Regions from separate parts of the Mus musculus genome. Here regions 1, 3, 4, 5, 6 and 7 are each linked to region 2. Evidence: chromatin contacts called from public HiChIP or PLAC-seq and promoter capture Hi-C data. All regions are on one chromosome and are shown on one strand. Each heading gives the region's core, a stretch centred on a gene start, on an enhancer-like site or on the middle of the called end of the contact. The rest is flanking DNA. Distances are from core to core; before and after follow the strand shown.

What was found. Promoter capture Hi-C pulls out the DNA fragments that hold promoters and counts their contacts. HiChIP or PLAC-seq counts read pairs in DNA pulled down with a chosen protein or histone mark. Capture Hi-C pulls out chosen DNA fragments and counts their contacts.
Region 1: a promoter capture Hi-C map of adipose tissue shows a contact between it and region 2, with 2.7 times the contacts expected there. The contact joins the promoter of Cdc7 here to the promoter of Fgfrl1 in region 2. A contact is called at or near these places in 1 of 115 datasets of contacts at active chromatin or transcription factors (pancreatic cancer cells) and 2 of 9 other capture datasets (adipose tissue and liver).
Region 3: a contact with region 2 is called in an HNF4G HiChIP or PLAC-seq map of pancreatic cancer cells. The contact joins the promoter of P2rx2 here to the promoter of Fgfrl1 in region 2. A contact is called at or near these places in 1 of 39 promoter capture datasets (cranial neural crest) and 1 of 115 datasets of contacts at active chromatin or transcription factors (pancreatic cancer cells).
Region 4: a promoter capture Hi-C map of hippocampal neurons shows a contact between it and region 2, with 2.9 times the contacts expected there. The contact joins the promoter of Golga3 here to the promoter of Fgfrl1 in region 2. A contact is called at or near these places in 7 of 39 promoter capture datasets (the 3T3-L1 cell line, cranial neural crest, hippocampal neurons and 4 more), 3 of 115 datasets of contacts at active chromatin or transcription factors (cardiomyocytes, embryonic forebrain and neural tube) and 1 of 9 other capture datasets (adipose tissue).
Region 5: a contact with region 2 is called in a promoter capture Hi-C map of second pharyngeal arch cranial neural crest. The contact joins the promoter of Chfr here to the promoter of Fgfrl1 in region 2. A contact is called at or near these places in 10 of 39 promoter capture datasets (the 3T3-L1 cell line, cranial neural crest, frontonasal cranial neural crest and 6 more), 1 of 484 Hi-C or Micro-C datasets (muscle stem cells) and 4 of 115 datasets of contacts at active chromatin or transcription factors (astrocytes, embryonic hindbrain, embryonic stem cells and 1 more).
Region 6: a contact with region 2 is called in a promoter capture Hi-C map of pre-B cells, with 7 times the contacts expected there. The contact joins the promoter of Fbrsl1 here to the promoter of Fgfrl1 in region 2. A contact is called at or near these places in 3 of 39 promoter capture datasets (hippocampal neurons, liver and pre-B cells) and 1 of 484 Hi-C or Micro-C datasets (embryonic stem cells).
Region 7: a promoter capture Hi-C map of hippocampal neurons shows a contact between it and region 2, with 6 times the contacts expected there. The contact joins the promoter of AB010352 here to the promoter of Fgfrl1 in region 2. A contact is called at or near these places in 4 of 39 promoter capture datasets (the 3T3-L1 cell line, hippocampal neurons, liver and 1 more) and 2 of 115 datasets of contacts at active chromatin or transcription factors (astrocytes and microglia).

The regions. Positions count from the first base shown.
Region 1 is chr5:106,962,807-106,965,614 of GRCm38.p6, forward strand. Cdc7 (cell division cycle 7 (S. cerevisiae)) reads left to right here and starts at 1,516. Exons shown (of 12, transcript NM_009863.3): 1 at 1,516-1,619; 2 at 2,127-2,308. The coding sequence starts at 2,212.
Region 2 is chr5:108,692,786-108,695,485 of GRCm38.p6, forward strand. Fgfrl1 (fibroblast growth factor receptor-like 1) reads left to right here and starts at 1,444. Exons shown (of 7, transcript NM_054071.2): 1 at 1,444-1,747; 2 at 2,110-2,333. The coding sequence starts at 2,267. It overlaps Gm42151 (predicted gene, 42151), which reads right to left and starts at 1,281. Exons shown (of 2, transcript NR_168910.1): 1 at 1,051-1,281.
Region 3 is chr5:110,341,694-110,344,393 of GRCm38.p6, forward strand. It overlaps P2rx2 (purinergic receptor P2X, ligand-gated ion channel, 2), which reads right to left and starts at 1,342. Exons shown (of 11, transcript NM_153400.4): 1 at 1,087-1,342; 2 at 807-942; 3 at 640-711; 4 at 485-560; 5 at 312-408; 6 at 81-161. The coding sequence starts at 1,262.
Region 4 is chr5:110,175,516-110,178,215 of GRCm38.p6, forward strand. It overlaps Golga3 (golgi autoantigen, golgin subfamily a, 3), which reads left to right and starts at 1,342. Exons shown (of 24, transcript NM_001347389.2): 1 at 1,342-1,407. It overlaps Gm15787 (predicted gene 15787), which reads right to left and starts at 989. Exons shown (of 3, transcript NR_040431.1): 1 at 802-989.
Region 5 is chr5:110,134,404-110,137,103 of GRCm38.p6, forward strand. It overlaps Chfr (checkpoint with forkhead and ring finger domains), which reads left to right and starts at 1,427. Exons shown (of 18, transcript NM_001289577.1): 1 at 1,427-1,531; 2 at 1,648-1,791. The coding sequence starts at 1,659.
Region 6 is chr5:110,447,087-110,449,786 of GRCm38.p6, forward strand. It overlaps Fbrsl1 (fibrosin-like 1), which reads right to left and starts at 1,417. Exons shown (of 19, transcript NM_001142642.1): 1 at 794-1,417. The coding sequence starts at 1,081.
Region 7 is chr5:109,865,354-109,868,053 of GRCm38.p6, forward strand. It overlaps AB010352 (cDNA sequence AB010352), which reads left to right and starts at 1,358. Exons shown (of 4, transcript NM_001378279.1): 1 at 1,358-1,459. The coding sequence starts at 1,457. Gm35089 (a long non-coding RNA gene) reads right to left here and starts at 1,267. Exons shown (of 3, transcript XR_389508.4): 1 at 970-1,267.

The DNA of each region.
Region 1 (2,808 bases), core at 266-2,765, 1.7 Mb before region 2:
CACCGTGAATCTAGACCACCACTGCTGCTGGCAGCCCACACAGTCGGAAGTAAGAGAAGGAAGCTTTGCTCTTTGCCTGCTCCCCTTGCTCTCACTGGCAAGTCCATTTACCCTGATGCTGAGCTGTCATTGGTGTTGGAACCACTCCTTTGGAAGCAAACTGAAGGTCAGAAGCTCTCTAGGAATTCCCTGGGACACCAGCAGCAGATTGGAACTACTGAGACATCCAGCAAAGATACCAGATTCTTTGCCTTTCCATTGTTGGACAACCTGGACCACAGCATGCATGCCACTCTGATAAATAGCACATACACATATATACACATTCACATAAATACATACATTCACACATCTGCATACTCATTCTGTCAATTCTGTTCCTTAAAGAACCCTGACTAATAAAATCAGCATAGAGTTTTGTCATATTTTCTCCATCTGTGCCTTGTGGAAGATTATGAGGTAAATGTATTTTTCATGGGCAAAAGGTAAATTGGGGCTTTCTTGTAAAAAAAAGAACTATCAGAAAACACTACTTATAATTCTTCACTATTAATGCTAAAGTAAAAAAAATATTTGTGGTCTTTCACTGTGTTAACTAATCTAATGAATGGTAATAATACTAACTCCTTAGAAATTCTTTTACTATGTATGTATTTACACACATACACACACCTGTATACCATGTAAACAGATTGTAGCATGAAAATCACAGTTATGATATTCCAGGAGCTAGTAAAAATTATTGATTGAATAAACATGCCTATAGCTGGACACTCTCTCTGGTCTGGGCTAGGCTGCTCTAGTGGAGGTGGACTGTCGTCTAAGAATGTCAGAGCTGGGGTTGTCAAGTTCTGGCTATGGCATGACTCTCGATAGTGGGGTTACCTGAACAAGAGGGGCCAAAATTCCAGCATTGATGGGGTAGGGAATTTCCTGGCCCAGTCCCTTACTGAGGCCCTGGCAGAGCGTAGTTGCCAGGCCAGGAGGGATCATTCTTTTTGGAGATGCAACCGGTGTTAAGAGTCCGATGCATAATCCAGTGGATCACTCCACACCCACGCAATATAGACTTAGTGGGTTACTAAAAGACGCGAAATTGGGATAGCTTTTTGACTGCCTTATTCACCACCGTTATTCGCTCAGTCCCTAAAAACTGGTTTATATCACAACTAAATAAATGATCAACATACATTGCAGCTGGTCTCTACTATAAGATCCTCAAGAACCAGTGGTTAAACTTTTTGTTTTTCGTTGAGAAAAGTAAAACCGGACTCAACCAAGTGCCTTTTACCCGAGAAGTGTCCAGCGTGTTGAGACCACAGTGTGAGGCCGAGAGAGAACGCTAAGGACCGGGCGACGGGACGAGGAATCCCGGGCGCCTTTTTAGTCCTGGGGCTCGCTAACTCAGCAAAGGACCACCGAGCCCTCTCTGCTGCACTCTTCCTTTCCGACCGCCCCGCCTTGAAAAACCACGCCTCTTGCGCAGGCGCCGAGGGCTTCGGAATGCGCATGAGCAATTCAAAGCAGCGCGGGAAGAATCGCGCATGCGCGCCTGGCGGCCCGGCTCAGTGGGACGCTCCTGAGGGAAGCGACCGCGGACGTCCTAACTTCTGTGAACCGTGAGTTTCTGACAGTTTTCCCCCCTGCCGTGGACGGTGAGGGACCGGGGACGAGTTCTTGATCGTGACTTAGGTCGTGTCGCCCTGCGGGCATCCCGCGGCGGGAAGAGGTGCGCCTGCGCACTGAGCTTCCCGTTGGCACTGGCGGACAGTCCGCCCTACGCACTCGCCCAGGGCGGCCCATTCATTCATTTATCCTTCTGTTGGCACCCTGCTGCCCTCGGTCGGCTCCAGTCGAGTGGAGTGTCACGCCCTGGCGAGCGACTTCCTCCCGGGCAAACCGCAGTCCTTCCCCGCAGCCTCCCGGGGATCCCTAGCCGGCTGCAGCCCGCTCCACCTGTCCCCCGCGGGAGTGCTCGCCGCAGGCCAGTGGCAGCGACGCCGCTCCGGCTGGGATTTGGACATATGGTGCGGGTTTTAGTGCTACCTCCTGAAGGGCAGGTGGTTTGGTGCGTGCCTGCTTGGGTGAGCTACTTCGCCCTTCTCACCGTGTTGTGATTTTCACAGCTGCTGCTCTCGCCTGTGCACATGACCCCGTAGCCCGCTCTTTGCATCCCAGTCGTGCGTAGTGGAAGCCTCTTTGGGGACTCAGATGGAGGAGCCAATGGCGTTTTCTTCCCTTCGTGGCAGTGACAGGTGTCCGGCTGATGACTCTTTAAAAAAATATGAGCAGAGTGTTAAACTTTCAGGTATGTGCTCAATGCCACGGTCACACGGTTCTGAAGTCGCACGGGCAGCCAGTCTGCATCTTCTAATTCGAGGAAAGGGGAAAAAAGAAATGTAATTAAATTACACTCCCAGAAATAAACAGAAAAACCACACACACACCTGACTAGTAAACTGAGTTGTATGTTTAAATTTCACATGTCAACATAATATCATGAAGTCTAGATTTAGGATTGGATCGCGTTTTAAGAGGTGTGGAATCCAGTTTTCATTTTAGAGGACGTCGGTTGGGTCCAAATATTAGTGGCTTTTTAGGAAAGCATGTTTGTTGACACCTGACTTTTTTCTTCCACACCCACTGTAGCCTTACTGTGTAAAGTTTGGTTTTAGGAATTGGTGGGGAAGGGATTAAGGATTCATAAACAAAATTCACAGGCAGAAACAAGTGGAATGTTTGTAACGGATACTTTTTTCTTCGTAAAGTGGAATGTAGCTCAGCCGCAGACTCTAGTTTTAGAAGGTG
Region 2 (2,700 bases), core at 194-2,693:
CACCTGTCTTTGAACAAGCCTCACTCACCTGTGGTCTCTGCACCTTCCCGTCTAACTTCAATCCATTGCCTACCTTTTTCTGCCCATTGGGCTCATTTGCTTTTAACCTCCCCACACTACAGAGCCACCTCCACACACAACTGCTCTTGGTTGGCAGCAACACAATGTTGTTGCACTACATGCTTCGGTGGCATCTCCTCACAAAACTTTCTGTGGAGCCAGGACCTACTCAGACTAGTCAGGACCCACTCTGTCTGTTTTAAATGCTTTCTGTGACCCCAGTACTAGCCCAAATTCTCTGGTAGCCCAGAGAAAGTTCCATGGGCTGCTTCTGAGACACAGCGTTGCAGTTGAGATGGGTACTTGGACCTTCATGCAGAGGAGACAAGGTTCACCTCCATTTGCCCACACTAGCCCAGAAACAGAATTTGGGGCTAGGAACACTAGGCTATTCCTCGGTTTCATTTTTCTCTGACAGGCTTCCGGAAAGAGGGGGTGCTTCTTAGCTTAGAGAAGAAAAGTTGTTTGGATCAGGGTCCTTGAAAGCGGAGCTTAGGAGTGGTCTCTTGGGAGGCACTACCGGGGCGTCAAAAATTATGGGATTTATGTTGAGAAAACTGGCAAGACTCATGTTTTGATGAATTTTGGCTCTGGTGAGTGAGGGTAGGCAGGAAGCTGTCTGGAGAGATCGCGGGGGATGGATCAGGATGCTGCTGAAGGGAGCTAGTGAGGTTTGGGAAACTCACCAGTCTTTCTGTTTGATGGGTGCAGGGGTACAGCAAGACACTTGCTAAGTAGCAAAGACAAAAGGGTGTGTTGATTACTATCACAAAGCAGGTGAGGTGCAGAGAAGTATCCAGGTGGGCTGTAGGACCCTCTCAGCCTTCCTAAGGTCCTAGGTACAACTAGATGCTCAAGTCAGGGCTTCGTTGGACTCCAGCACTGGAGATCTGCGCCATCTCCCCCCCCCCCCCCGCACCTTACCCCCCCACCCCCACCCCCCCACCCCCCGCCCTCAAACCAGAGCAGCACAGCGGCCTCTCTACTCACAAAAGCTCGAAGGTTCCGTTCAGCTCCCTTCCTCCTGTTTAAAGCCGGGAGTAGAGACAGTGCAGTAACGGCCAGCTCTGGGGGCCAGGGGCCTAGCTGGTGCAGATACCGAGTGGGCTCCGCGGCCATCAGCTGGTCTTCAGGCTAGCGGGACCGCGCGTTCCCAGAGCCCAGGGGCGGGGGCGCGGCGAGGCAGGGCCGACTGGGCGCGCTCCGGGGAGCCGCCAGCCTGAAGGGCAGAAGCACTGCGAGGGTTAAGCAGCGAGCCTGGCGGGCACGTGTGCGGATTGGAGCAAAGTTTCGGGGAGGGGCGGGGAACGGGGCGGACTGGGGCTCGCAGATTGGCCGGAAGTTGTGCGGGGCGGAGCTCAGGGCTGCTCCGCGCTCGCTCCGGGAGAGTTGACAAAGCCCCGCAGGGAAGGACGCCTCGCGGCGCGGCGCCCCGGGCCCCTCGCCCCGCCGCCCCTCTTCCCCGCCCTCGCCAAGCCTCGCCGTTTATCCGCGCGGACAGCGCGCCCCGCGCCCCAGCCCGGCCCCAGCCGCCAGCGCCCAGGTAGCGCCGCCCCGCCCAGGCCGGGCCCGGGGGCGCGGGGGGCGGGATGCGGCGCCCGGGGCAGCGATGACCGCGTCGCGCTGCTCAGGGGCCCGGCTCTGACCCCGTTGCCTGCTGCGCGCCCCCGCGCTGATCCCTGTCGAGGTGAGCCGGGCTGTACGTCCGCGACCCCCGGAGGGAGGGCTGGAATGGGTTAGAGTGCGGGGCGCGAAGGGCAGGGCCGCGATCACTGTGCGGGGCGGGAGCCGGGCTCGCGCCGTAGCTGCTCCTGTGGGGCCCGCGGCCCTGCCCCGCGCCCCGCCCCCCCTTGAGCCCCACGTGGGCCCCCCAGCGCAAATTTGTCCGCTAATGGCGCAGGCGATTATCTGCGGGGCCGCTCGGTGTTGTGTGTCCCGCGGGCAGGGCCCGAGTTACAAGCGCCAGGAATCCAGACGGTGTTTGGAAAGGGGGCGGCGGGGGCGGCTGGTAATTAGTGTAAACCCTTTGTCTGCCTTTGATACGCTCAGCGTCTACGCGCCTCGCTTCCTTTGCCTGGAGCTCGGCGCCGAGGGGGGCCGGACCCTGGCTCTGCGGCCGCGACCTGGGTCTTGCGGGCCTGAGCCCTGAGTGGCGTCCAGTCCAGCTCCCAGTGACCGCGCCCCTGCTTCAGGTCCGACCGGCGAGATGACGCGGAGCCCCGCGCTGCTGCTGCTGCTATTGGGGGCCCTCCCGTCGGCTGAGGCGGCGCGAGGTGAGTCCTGGCGCCCAGTCTGGCGCTTTGGCCTCTGCAGCGCCGCCCCTTTCCCACCAGCCCTGAACTCTGCCACACAGTGCCCGCCTGGCACACTCCTCCCCTCCCTGTCTGCTCCATCGCAGCAGATCCTCCCCCCAACCCCCATCCTTAACCTGAAGTACTGTCGGTTTTACATGCCTCTACCTCACTCTTGGGGTTACCTAGTCACAATCAGATACCCCCAGCTCACCCTCTTTGGCTGACACCTCATGTAAAGGGCCCCAGAATCATTTGACTGTTGGCCTTGCCTAGGTCCTTTCCAGGACAGCCTCATAATCTTGCATAAACACACTTTCAGGTGCATATCTAGATGGAGAGCAGGTGG
Region 3 (2,700 bases), core at 92-2,591, 1.6 Mb after region 2:
GGAGAAGCAGAAAACAAACACCTGCTCCCAGCACATGCCTACATACTGGTCGGGCATTTGCAATTACTCCTCAGACTCACTTGGAGAACTTGAACTTGGGATAGTGGATGCTGTTCTTGATGAGGATGGTGAAATTTGGGGCCATTTTACCCAGAAAATGGCTGCAAAGTTACAGACAGTGGTTTAGTCTCCTTTCCCCCAAATCCCAAGGGCAGGAAGGAGGACATGGTCTCCCTCCTCCTCCCAGTTAATCTGATCTTCATCAGTAAGGAGAAAGGAGACTGCCGATGGGGTCTGTAGATCCTGCATACTTTTCAGAAGTCCCATCCTCCACCGGGCACCAGGCTGACACCTCGCAGGTCTTGGAGTCCCCATGGTAATAGGGTACACAGCGTCCTGTCCGAATCCCTACAGGACACACACTGGTTAATCTACTGAGGTCAGGCTAACCCTGCCTTCCCCACTGTCCCTGATGCACACTGACCATTGCCCTGCATGTCCAGCTGTCCGGCCACACAGTCGTCATCTAAATGGCAGGTAGAGCTGTGAACCCTCATGCTCTAGGGTGGAGATTGTAGGTTAGAGGGTAGACTCTGCAACTGGCCTAGGTTTTCCCAGACCACCCTTGACCGGCCTCACCTCTGGGCATGTTCCCAGGGTCTGGGAAGGAGTAACCTCGATCCTGGTGATGATGCTGACTACACTGCCCCCCTGGGTGCAGAAATAAAGGCGCGGTGGGCCTGTCAGCTCACTCAGACGGGTCACACCGCGGAGGAGCATCGGGCCTGGGGCAGGAAGCGCCGCACCTCCGGGGGCTTTACGTATTCCTCCACGTCCCACACTTTGTGTTCCGACATGGTGATCCCCTTGACTTTGGTGATGATGGAGCTCTCCGGACCGGTTTCGCTATCCTGGTAGCTTTTCTGCACGATGAAGACGTACCTGTGGGATAGGGCGGTGCCGGCTCCGGAGGCAACCCTGGAGAGACCAGGATATCCCTCTCCTAAAGCCCTAAGGGCGCCCGCACAAGCCCAGGGCTGAGTATCCCCTCCCGCCCGATTGCCCACTGTGCCCCGGCCGGCGCACCACACGAAGTAAAGCAGAATGAGCAGCTGCACCATGCGGTGCACGAATCCCAGGCGCCGATTCCGCACCACGATCACCTTGGGCGTCTCGTAGTCCCAGAACGCGGACCAGCAGCCCCGGGCCAAGCGCCGGACCATGGCCGCCCCCGCGGGAAGCCGGGGCTGTGCAGCGGCCATGGCCCAAGGAGCTCGGTCCACAAGAGCTGCTGGAGCGCCTCACACTCTCGGCCTCTCGTGGGCAGGCTGGGGGTGTGGCCTCGCTCCCCGCCCTTTGTGACAGTAGCAATCTAGTCCCTTTCCAGTCTTACTGAAGACTGCAGGTGCGGCGGGGTGCGGCTCAGAGTGCAGCCTGGTGGTGCAGTTGGTGGATCACAACTCCAGTTTGGTGACAAGAAGAGCGGAGAGGCCAGGCCAGCCCGGAGAGCCCCGGGAGGAGCCCAAGAGAAGCTCCACACTGGGCGCTTTCCTCATCACTCAGAGGATCAGGGGCTGACGGCAGGCACCCCAGGTTTCTCATAGCAGACACACAAGGGCGCAGCCCCAACCCTCATTTCTCCAAGGAACTGCCCAGCATTGGGATGTTAATTCCGCTTCCCCCTCCAACCCCCCCACACCCCTTGCAAACCGAAATTGTTTGCTGGTAACTGATCAGGTCTCTCCTGCGCCCAGGTTATTTGAAGCAAATACCAAACATCTTAATATGTCTCAGCGAGATGATTTTAAGCTGTCTTTTATGGAAATAAAATGCATTTAGCGTATGAACAACCCAATGAGTGTAGTACATGCTGCTGTACGTTGTGCAGTCCCCTTCATTGGACAACACAAAACCCGTTCTCCCACCTCAGAACAAACCCCTGTCCATAAAGCCGCCATTCCTGTTCCCACAGTAGTCTTCATGTCTCAAAAAGGTTTTTATTTGAAATACGATACCTACGTCTGGCTTTATCGTGTTTTCAAGATCCACCCACATCTTTGCTAATACTTCAAAGTAAGACCAGAGCAAATCCATCCTTGGCAAACCTGGACATCTCTTTGCTGTTGCTAATAGTACAGCTAAATTGCATATTTGAACTGTTTGATTAAATCTGACCAGTGCCTAGGGAGCAACGGCAATCTAATTTAGAACAACTGAATGCATAATTTTAGGGAATATTTTGTAACAAAAGACTGGGTCTTGGCCCATCTCAGACGCCAGTTGTCCAGATCCCTTCCAGACAGGACCTCCCCACCCGAAATCACCAAGCTGATCACATCCTTCCTGTTTTCCACCAAGGACCTTCATGGATCCTGGTGCCATTCTTTGTGAGTCCTTCTTTCTTAGAAAAGTCCTGCTTTAATTTGCCTGAGGCTGAGCATGCTTATACAAAACCAGTAATCCCACCACTTGAGAGGTGGAGACAGGAGGATTGTAAGTAGTCAGTCCTAGTCAATCATTAAAGAGCTAACAAGGAGAGCTGCTGGAGCTAGGTGGTGGAACACTTGTCTAGTACTTGTGAGGCCCTGGGTTAAGTCTCCACGCCCCCCACCCAGGGGCAAAAATCTCAAGTGAACGAACAGCCCACACACTATAGAACAGACAGAAGGATTGATAAATGAGAACAAACTGAGACTATTA
Region 4 (2,700 bases), core at 92-2,591, 1.5 Mb after region 2:
AATTGCCAGTCTTATGCTGCAAGTGACCTTGCTTGCTGAGCCACTCACCAGGTTCAGAGAGGTCCTTTCTCAATAATCCATAAGATTGCAGAATGTCTACCCACCTGTCTCTTTATTCAGCTCTGACATCATCTACTCTCTTGTATGTCTGTTTTTTACTATTTCCCTCCAAGAAGTAAGTTTCCTGAAAGCAGACAGCATCTGGCAAAGTCCTTGGCACACAACAGTCCTCAGTAGATACAGCAGGTTCCCCCATCAACCCCTGGACATATAAAGCTGGGACCCTGTCAGTCCTTTTGTCTACCTCAAGACCCTTCAAATTTGTTCATTGACTGATGAGCAGAAACAAAAGGGAAATATCCAAACAATAGGATATTAGCAATAAGAACGAAGCACTAAAAGATGTACAACATGGATACAATTTGAAAAAGAACTCAAAGCTATACAGTATATGAACCCTATTGGTATGAAATGTACAGGCAAGGACACTCAGAAACAGAAATAATGATAAAATCGTAAACAGGAGCAAACTTTACAGCATGTAAATTATATCTTTGTAAAGCTTTGGTCATTTTTATTTGGGGTTGGAAATGTAGCTTGGAGGTGGGGAGGTTACTAGACATGTTCAAGGCCCAGGATACAATCTCGAGCACTGAAAACAAAATGTATACTTAGCATTTTCCCCATGTAGCAGTGGCAATAGTTTAATATTGTGTTGTGAGAACTTCCTCTCCTTTCCTATCTTCACATACTAGAGACTGAACCCAAGAGTTCTGAACTACACCGCAGACGTCTTTTTACCTTTTAAGACAAGTCCCACTTTATAGTCCAGTCAGTCCTCGAGCTTGTGATACTTGTCAGACTTCCTCGTGGCTGGCAATGCAGTCGCGTGGCGCAGTGTCCGGCCATGTATAACACTGGCAATAATACAAACAAGACTGACAAACACTTAGGAACAAGTTGTCAGAACTGTGGTGGAGGCGGTGTCTGGCGGGGAAGCCACGCCCCGGGGGCGTGGCCACGTGGATCGTCATACCCACCAGTCAGAAGGCCGCGAGGGGCGGGAGCGTGGCGAGTCCAACGTCACTACCACCGGAAGCGTTTTTCTTTTTTTGGGGGGGGGGGGAGGGTTGTCCTGATTTCGTCTCTTAGGCTGGAAGTTGTTCCTCTGAAGGGAAGGCACACAAAATTTTAAGTCCACTTTCTGAAGGATATCTCAATCTGTCCGGAGATCCATACCAACCCCAATTTGAAAGTGGCTACTGGCCGCTGAGGGCAGCCTCTCTTCCGGAACGAAGACCTCGCGGACCGTTTGTTTCCGGGGGGTTGCCCGAGACTGGTACCCTGTTGCGCCCCGCCCCTTGCACAGCCACGTCCTACCGGAGCCGCAGGGTTGGGCCGGAACCGGTGAGGGTTTTGGGGGCTATTACTGAGGAGGGTCGGGACCTTGTGGCAGAGGACCGTGGAGGAACTGTTGGGGCAACCCTGGCCGCGCCCAGAGAGGCGTACAGGGGCAAGGCGGATGCAGAGTCCGGTGAGGGTCGCGCAGACTTTGGGTCAGCCGCGGTCAGCTCAAGTCAGTTTTTGCTTTTACTCCGTGGGGTTGGAAACCTGCCTCGCAGCTGGGTTGTCAGTAAATGCAGAGACTGCTTCTGCACCCACGGAATGCGGTCTGCCCTGAGAGCGTTGCTACTGCTGCTTGGTTGGGTCAGCGTGTTTGAAGTCTGCTCCTTTTGCAGTTGATGACGAACGTGACATGGTGGCAAGTCGTACAGTGCGTGGGGGACTTAGGTTGTTTTGATTCTGGTGCTCAGAGGTGTTTGCTGAACATGGTCAGTGGAGTCAGTGACCAGAGAGAGCTAGGCGAACAGCTTACCACCTTCCCACGGGCGCTTACTGAATGTTTATAGAAAAAGAGGCCCTGTTTGTAAAAGGTCCCAGGATACAGTAGTGTTTTGGTCTCTGTTTTCATCACTTTCTGGTGGAGGTATACTGACAACTCAAAACAGTTGAGAGGATTAGGTTTGTGCAACCTTCGGAAGAGTTTACCTTTGAGTCAAGACAGGCCTCCATGACAAGAATCGTTTGTGCAAAATTATTGAGAGGAATGTCTCAAGAAAAGTGAACAAGAAGTGTAGAGACCCTATGGAGAGTCAGTTGTACTTCTGGATGCATGATATAGCCAGATAATGAAAAAAGACACAGCATGTGAGGGGTACAGACATAAGTAGGAACCCAATTAAAGTGGTCTCCGGTCGAGGCTAAGAAGTTTGTATTTTATTGTCAGTAGGACACTGTAAACCATTTACAAATGCCGCCTGACTTTTATAGTCCGTTAATGACTCAGATACAGTGTACCTTGAATGGAAAGAAAAGGAAAAGCCTGGATAGGGTGGCACATGTCTGTTATACCAGCTCTTGGGAAGTCAAGACAGGAAGACCTCAGCCAGCTTGAGGCCCATGCTACATAGCAATATTCTGTCTAAAAAATCCAAAAGCAGATCGGAAAGACTTCTGAGTGGTTGAATGTTATAGAGTCTGATGACCTGAGTTCCCTGGGAGCCCTGTGGTGGAAGGAAAGCATCCACTCTTCAGTTGTCCTCTGCCCTCCACACAACTGTGCGTATGAACACAGACACAAATCTGGAAAATCTTGTTTCTTCCCTATTTCTTATAAAAGAAAGGAAACAGAAGAAATGA
Region 5 (2,700 bases), core at 177-2,676, 1.4 Mb after region 2:
TTCATGGTATAAGCTGTCCCTAGGATGAACCCCAACATAAGAGAGACACCTGCACCAATATAAGAAATTATTTGGAATAAGACTTTCATTTTGACTAGTGGCCGAGTAAAGTTTAAGTTCCTAAGGCCTATTGGGAATTGACATCCTACTTGGCAGAAAGAAATATGTACATGGGTACTGTGACAAGTTAGGACATGAATGTTAGGTAAGTCAAGTCCCTGCAAGTTGAGTACCCAGATCAATGGGAGCAGGGTACATATACAACAAAGACAAGTTCCTAAGTAAACCCTCTATCCCTAAATCCTGATTGGTGGAATAATTTAGCACAGATGTTTGTGGATTTTAGGCTTAAAAACTCTATATAATCTTAACTGGGGGGTGGGGGTGAGGGTCACAGTTCAGTTCCCAAATGTGAACAGTGGCCCAGCCAATCACATTAGAGATTACCTAATATCCACCCCCCAATAAGAAGGCCCACACACCCTTGACTGCGGACACCATTTCAAAAAATGTGACCCACATACTGCTTGTTTCTTCAGAATAAACGCTCTTTGTCTTTGCATATTATCTATGTCTGGGGTCTTCTTCGGCGATTTTCAGACCGGTACAAATCCATGTTCCCGGAGGCAGCCACTGCTACTTTTATATCCTTTCAAAAGTATTTGAGTAAATCTTTGTAGACATAGGCAAAGACGCATTTCCACATATATTTACAAATGTGTCTGTGTATGTGTTTTCTTTTTACAAAACAAACAAACAAACAAACAAACAAACAAACAGATGTTTAATACTTTTTTGAAGCTGTTCACCAGCAAAGACATTACTCCGAGCTGCTCAAGAACCACTGTGTGTGGACTTTGCTTCTCTGTCTTCAGTGACTTTCTTCCAGGGCATTGTTTTTGCCAGTGTTTCTCTCTCACCGGGGGGTCACCAACATGCTTGTAGCATACAACTCGGGAATGACACAAGATCCTAAGAAACAGGATTTAAAGATACCGCAAATCAGCCCTCAGAGACGAGTTACCTGTTTCTATTCTAATTGACATCTTAAATTATGCTCCTTGCGAAGGGCTGGCCCACTGTACCAAGCTTTCACATTTTGTAATCTGACGTGTGAAAATAGCACCTTATCTCGGAATTACAAGTGAGGTTTTAAGGACCTTCCGATCTATAAGTTACTCGGTCTTTTTTTTTTTTTGGCCCGAATCTAACATGGTGCCCTCCACAGCTACTTCCGTGCTTTTGCAGGAAGGTAAGTGCGCCTGCCTGCCAGCATCAAAGATGGCAACAAGGTGCACATTCTCTCATCTGCGCAGGCTCCGATCGCTCCGCCCCGCCCCCTCCGGATAGCCTTTTCTGGCACCGCTCTAGCCGTCGCTCTCGGTGGGCACGGCCGCCAGCCAATCACAGGGCGTACCGCTCTGCTCCCCTCCCCCTCGCCTCCCGTGGATCAGCTGGGGTACCCGAGATGTCTGTTGACAGCGGTGGCGGCGACTGTAAGGCCGGTTCCGGGATCCGCGCAGGGCGTGGGGTAAGCTGGCCGGCGGGTGGGGTCCTGGCTGGGGAGGCAGGCGGCGGCCAGGCTATAGCAGCGGTGCTGAGCGTTTTTTAAGTAGTCCCTGAGCCGGCGTTTCTGGGTCTCTGTAGATGTGAGTCCTATGGAGCTACACGGGGAAGAGCAGCCGCCGCCGCCGCAGGAACCCTGGGGGAGGCTTCTTCGTCTAGGCGCAGAGGAGGACGAACCCCAGATCCTTCTTTGGAAACGCGAGTGGACCATCGGAAGGAGGAGAGGTGCGGTGGCCAGAGTGGAGTGAGGACGAGGATAAAGGCTAAAGGGGTAGACAGGGATGAAGCATAGGGACCTAAAGTGGGTACCCAACTGAGAGGAGACCGAGGGCCTAGAACAGGATCGAAGACCTAGTCAGAGTGGGTTTAGATGGGGAAACCGACAGGGGGTTTGAAGTGGGAAAAGTACCCGGCTGGCGATACAGAAGCTACTGGAATTCGGGGGGTGTGTGTGTGTGCACTGTTTTTCAACCCCCCCCCCCCCCCATAAAATGGGCTTATTTATTTGTGCAGTTGCTCTTCTGGATGCTTGATGATGGATATCAGTCAGTTCTCAGTACAACTTTGTGAAATAGATCTGTAAATATATCCTTCGAAATACGATCTTGTCCTCATTACTGTACACTTCTCTTTCTCAATGAAATGCAATTAGAAATTATTAACAAAAGGAAAACTGAAAAAAGGTATGTAGAAATTTGACACCACTGTTAAAAGGTTGACGGGTGAAAAAAAATAAACCACAGGGACTTTAGAAAAAATGTTTTGTGACAAATGAGAACAAAGAATATGCTGGAAGACTAGGACACTGTTAAACCAGTGCTCTGAGGGCAACTTATAATGGCAGGGTTTCTATTTGAAAAGATCTCAAAGTCCCAGGAAATAGAATAATTTATTTAATGAACTTAGGAAACTGAGAATTTGAACAAAGTTATACACAGATCCCAACATCGATTGCTTTGGGTCAAGGACATACATTTCTTTTTTTCGTTTGTTTTTGTTTTTGTTTTTTTTGGGGGGGCGGTTATGAGGCAGGGTTTCTATGTATAGCCTTGGCTGTCCTGGAACTCACTCTGTAGACCAGGCTGGCCTCAAGCTCAGAAATCCACCTGCCTGTGCCTCCCGAGTGCTGGGATT
Region 6 (2,700 bases), core at 167-2,666, 1.8 Mb after region 2:
GACCCTCAGCTCTACAGACCCGGCAGACCCCAGGGTTAGAATATGAACTTGGGGAAAACTCCATTTAGATATCCAATGACCAATTCCCCTTTCTCAAGCTTGGCCTGAAACTGGGAAATCGCAGGTATCAGTCAGGGCAAGAGTGAATAGGGTCGCAGTAATCCCTGCGACCACAGCCCAGCAGATGAGATGTGGTCCCCAAAGTTTTCACCCAGACAGAGATCTCTGCATTGCTAGGGGTTTGAAGGTTCTGCTAGTGCCCTGAAGGCCTGACCAGCATTTTCAACCACTTGAGTTCCAGAGACACAGTGACTACTCACTCACTCACTGACCATTTCTCTCACTTCCTTCTCTTCTACTAACCTGAGTTCAGGTCGGAAGGACACTTTGCTCAGCAAATACTGTGCACGACAACTCAGTCAAACACGTAGTATTCTTAGCAAATCTATTACCTATACCCATGCAATGATCACCAAGAAGGGTTTGCCAGTTGACTCCCGGTTCCCTCCAAAGAACCCTTAAGAGATCATAGGACAGGAAGAATCCCAAGTGTCCATTTTATCGTCGCTGCCTCCCCGAGGCCCAACAATGTCCAAATCCCCAGCTGGTCCCGGACGCAGCGATAACTTGGCAACAAGTAACGATCGCTGCAAAGCCCGCTTAGGTGGCGTGGTTTAAGTCCTCCCACACACCCCTCACTCCAGGTCCTCTTCCTGGCAAGGTTGCAGCGCGGGGCCAGGAGGCATACGTATGCGTTTCCTTGGTCCCGGGTCTGGCCTTCCAGCCCACCTACCTCCAGGGCCTCCAGGGTGCTGAAGCTGGCTATAGCGAAGCCGTCAATAACCTCCTCCTCCTGCGAGCTGGACTCGCGGCGACGGCGCCGCGGGGGGCGCGCAGCGCGCAGAGGCGTAGGGCGCTGAGGCGGCGCGCCGTGGAGTCCCGCGTTCTCCTTGCCAGGACTGGGCTCTGGCTCCTCACCCGACGACGGGCTCTGGGCGCGGGCGTCCCGGGCGGCTTCCCGACGCCGGCCGCGATCTCGCTGCGCGCGCGAACGCCGGCTTGGCCGGACCTTGGCCTCCATGGCGGCGCCGCGGCGGTGACCTTGGCGCCCCGCACCGCCTGCTACGCCGTGCCGCCGGGCTGCGAGGGCGCCGCGCGGGCTCGGGGCCGGGGCGGGCTCGGGACCGGGGCGGGCATGCCGGGCGCGGGCTCTCAGCACCGGACGCCGCGCGGGCTAGGACCCCGGGTCCCGCGCATCGGAGTGCGGCGGTCTCTCGGCGACCCTAGACCAGGTCCCCAGGGACACGGCCCATGGCGACCGGCGGGCAGCGGCAGAAGGCGGCGGGTGGCGGAGCTTCTGAGCACCGGGACCGTGAGGCAGACACAGTAGTGGCAGCGACCAGAGCGGATAACAACTGACGCACTTCCGCCGGGCCGGAGTGCCAGAGGAAGCGGGCGCAGCTGGGGGAGGCTGACCCGTCGACTCCGCCCCACCCTGGCCCCGCCCTGACCCCGCCCTTCCGGACTAAATGGCTCTGCGCTGAGCGGGCCCTCGCCCTTTCACGTTAAGCCCCGCCCCCGAAAGGGGGGAAGCTTTCCCTTTGCTCCGCCCCTGCAACAGGCCACACCCGTTTGCGCACAGCTCTTTAGAATTCCGACCCCCCGACCCTGTCAGATCACGCCCCATTCTTCCCGGCTCCACCTCTCTTGTCTACGCTTTCTCAGTTCCTTAAGCCCCGCCCTTGCCTTCCGGTCCTGCTCACCTGTGCAGGTCGCTGAGCCTAGTCATGGTCAGATCCCTCCTACTTCATGCCTCGCCTTGTTGACCACGCCTACTAGGCAATTAGTGCTCGCCTACAAGTACTGCCCAGCCACCTACAGCGAGTTTGTGGCGATCAGCGCCTCCCCTTCCGCCCTTCCCGTAGGAGGTGATGGGTCTATGCACCTACAGTAGCTTGGGGCAAACTGAGTGGAAGCACGTGAGAGAGAGTAGGTAGGTTGGTGCTGGGGGCTCACTGTGCTGAAGTCCTAGAGGCAGCGCGTACGTCATCGTCCACCTGCAAGCCCTCAAGCCCAGTTTCACTCTGGTCCCCATGCAAAATTAGGTAGCGCCCTGAAAACCAAACCCTCCAGTCTCAAGTAGTCTTTCCTTAGAGACCTGCCTACACTAGTCCAAGGACTTGGGGACCGCCGATAGGAAGTACAAAACTAGACAAAACCGTGAGTTTCCTCAGCAACTTCCCCAGTTGGGATGCCCTGGAGCTGGGCACGAAGTCTCAGCAATTCCTCCAGTGAGAACATTTGACATGAAGAGAAGGGAGGTGTCACAGCTTGGGCATTGGGCACTGAGTGAAAAGTGACATTGAGCCATGCCTACATCTGGGCAGCAGAGGCCCTGAAAGGAAGCAGACACGACTGAAGAATGCCCCTGGACAGGACCTCAAGTGCACATTTTCTGGCTCCTGAGATGGCCACAGGCTCTCTGCCAAGACGTCCCTTGGGGCATCTGGGAACGTGGCCTATCATCCACAAGTGTGCTCTTTCACTTAACAACACGGGGACCAACACACCTGCCAGCCTACCTGCCAGCCTTCCCTCTTCTTCCCATTCCAGATTTTATTACAAAACTACTCAGAGCTAGCATCTAACTAGCTAAAGAACCCTGTTGGAAAGACGCAGAACCAAGGCAGCTCCTCATTC
Region 7 (2,700 bases), core at 108-2,607, 1.2 Mb after region 2:
AGAAACAAAGCTTTTTTTCTATACAAACATGGGTTTAATTTATTTAGCATTAAAAAGGTAGAAGCCTTTTCTTTCTCTATGTAATAAAGATTGGAACACATTTTTTTTTTTTTCATCCAGATTGAGTGAATCCTTGCTGCGCCCATGCTTGGTCTTTTGCTCCATATGCATATGTAAGTATGGATGTGTGTGTAAGTATAAAATTGTGAGAATGTCTGCTTGTGTGTGTGTAAGTATGTAATTGTGAGAATGCATGAAAGCTGGGCCCAGCTGGGTTTGAATAAAAATGAATAAATGAGCATGAATGAAGCTCAATATGAATTTATGTGAGATTATGCATATTTGCTTATGTAAAAGTTTTTCCTTCTTAGAGTGTTATTCTCTTCTCCTGGTTCAATAGAAGTCTACTGCTCCAAACTCCCTCCCAGCAGGAGGCATCTGGACAATAGGGCAAAGGGTCTAGCAATTAATCCTTTACTTAATCTCCTGCTGTTTTAGGATGAGGTGCTGAGTGCCAGAAACTGTGATTTCTGGCCTCAGAGGATCACAGAAGGCAGGTCAGCTACAACAGCATAGTAACTTAGACTTAGATAAGTAAACATTTTATTATACAGCAACCCTAAATTTTCGGTGAGACAAAGTCTTACCCTAGAATCTCAAAAGACAAAAGTCTTTCCCTCAGCCTACTCTTCCCCCTCCGCTTCCTCAATAAGACCAAAACCAAAAAAGAAGAAACACCCCACGCTGGGGCTGGCCCACTGCATAACTGCATCCTTTTAAACTGATTATTAAGATTGAAGCAAAAATAAATTACACTATGACTATAACAAACCAGAAATTAATAAGCCTATTAATTTCTATAAACTATTGTTTCCCCAAATCTCTCTTTAATTGTTAATACCCTTCCGCTTATGGGACAGATTGATAACTCCCCTGCAAGTTGAGTAATGGGCTATGCAAGCTCCCTACCTTGATTCAAGGAGGAAGAAGGCAAACAGCCTACTGAGGGAAGCTGTGGCTGAAGTTAGGCCCTGGTGATGACAGGGTCACTGCCCACCTAGGGGAGGAGCAAGCGGCTGAGCAGTGGCAGGTGGAGTGGTGGGGCTTCCCTGCGGTTGCGCGGGGAGACAGATGGGTAGGATATCTGAGGACTCGCACTAGTACTACAGAAATGCAGATCCCCGTAGATCTGGAAGAGGTTGGGCCCTGGACAGAAGCTTGGGCTGAGAACCTCTACACTGTGTACCTTCAGCACACTCTAACCCTAGGGGAGGTACTCGCGTCACTCAAGACTTACTGGCCAATCAGAGCCTTTAGGCGAACCTGCCAGTCAGAAGGGAAGGCGGGGTTTCCGGGTGCCTTGGTGCCGGTTTCGCTTAGTAGCTGAGCAGGCTGTGCTCTCTGTCCTGCCGCTGGATGCTGTGGAGGGTGTTAAGGCAAGCTTCGAAGTTGCGACATGGTGAGTACAAGGTCACTGAAAACAATGGGGAGAAGCAGGGGTCTGAGCAGCGCGAGCTGCTGCGGTGGGTCTTTCCCGGGACTCAGTGGGAATCTGCAACCATGTGTGAGGTCCCCTGAGGTCCTAGCCACTCGCGGGACCCAGCTATAGCCTCTGAATAACTTCACTGTGTGGGATGCATCTGTGCAGAGCATTTGGCCTGTGTGTAGAAAGATCTTTGGCTTGATCCCAAACTCAGAGAGTCCTAGTTTCTACAAGTTCTGTTGTTAGCATTTGACATTAAGGTGGACAATCCATTTGGAGTTAATTTTGTGGAGGTTGTGTGCTGGGTAGCAATCCAATATCAAGCTGTGATGTAAAAGTGCAGGATTGATGATGTAAAGGATTTACTAAAGCTTAGCGGATAGTAAGGCACTCCAAGTAGAATTTAGCTGAGGGTGCACTGCATGTAACACATCCCACAGATAAGTAATGTGCTAACCAGGGCATTTAGAGTATAGGTTACTAGGATACACATGCTTGTTCACCAGGATTGCCCAGATATATGGTTCCAAACCATAACAAAGGAAACAAACTTGATTTACAGCAAGCATCTAGGCCCATCTCCATATCAAAGAGCAGGCCTCTAACCAGCTGCTCAATGAGGCATTACAGGATCACAATCTACAGTAAGGCCTGGTGTGCCATAAAGGTTCTGTTTTCTTCTTGAGAAAAGCATAGTTCTGACACATTGGCAAGATGACACATAGTGACAGCCATGTGAAAGGGGGAAAAAGAAAAGAGAAGAAAACTTTTGTATTATTGAGTACTGGCCTGATCAAGCTGTAATTTCCCTGAGGTCCCCATGTCTGGAGCAGGACACAGCTCCTTCTGAAACCCAGGAACATGCTTGGCTGAGCCAGTCACAGCCTGGGGCCTACTCAACTGGGTCCTTGGGAGCTTACCCTGAGGCCCTGGGTATAGAGATAAAACCAGGGCCTTTTCTAAAATCAGGAATACACTTGGGAGAGCTGGTAATGGTCTGGGCCCAGGGCCTTTGGGAGGAGTTGAATCAGATTCTGAGAGCACAACTTCCCACCATATGGGGCTGTGGTTATCAGTTCCAAGGCCACTAGAAGTTTGGTCAGAAATGTTTTTGAGAAACCCTGAGTTGTCCCTTGTGCAGCAGTGTTTGATTAGCCTTCTCCTGAGTGTGTCCCATTGTCTGATGTTTCTGTAAACTTCATACTTTCTTCATCTTT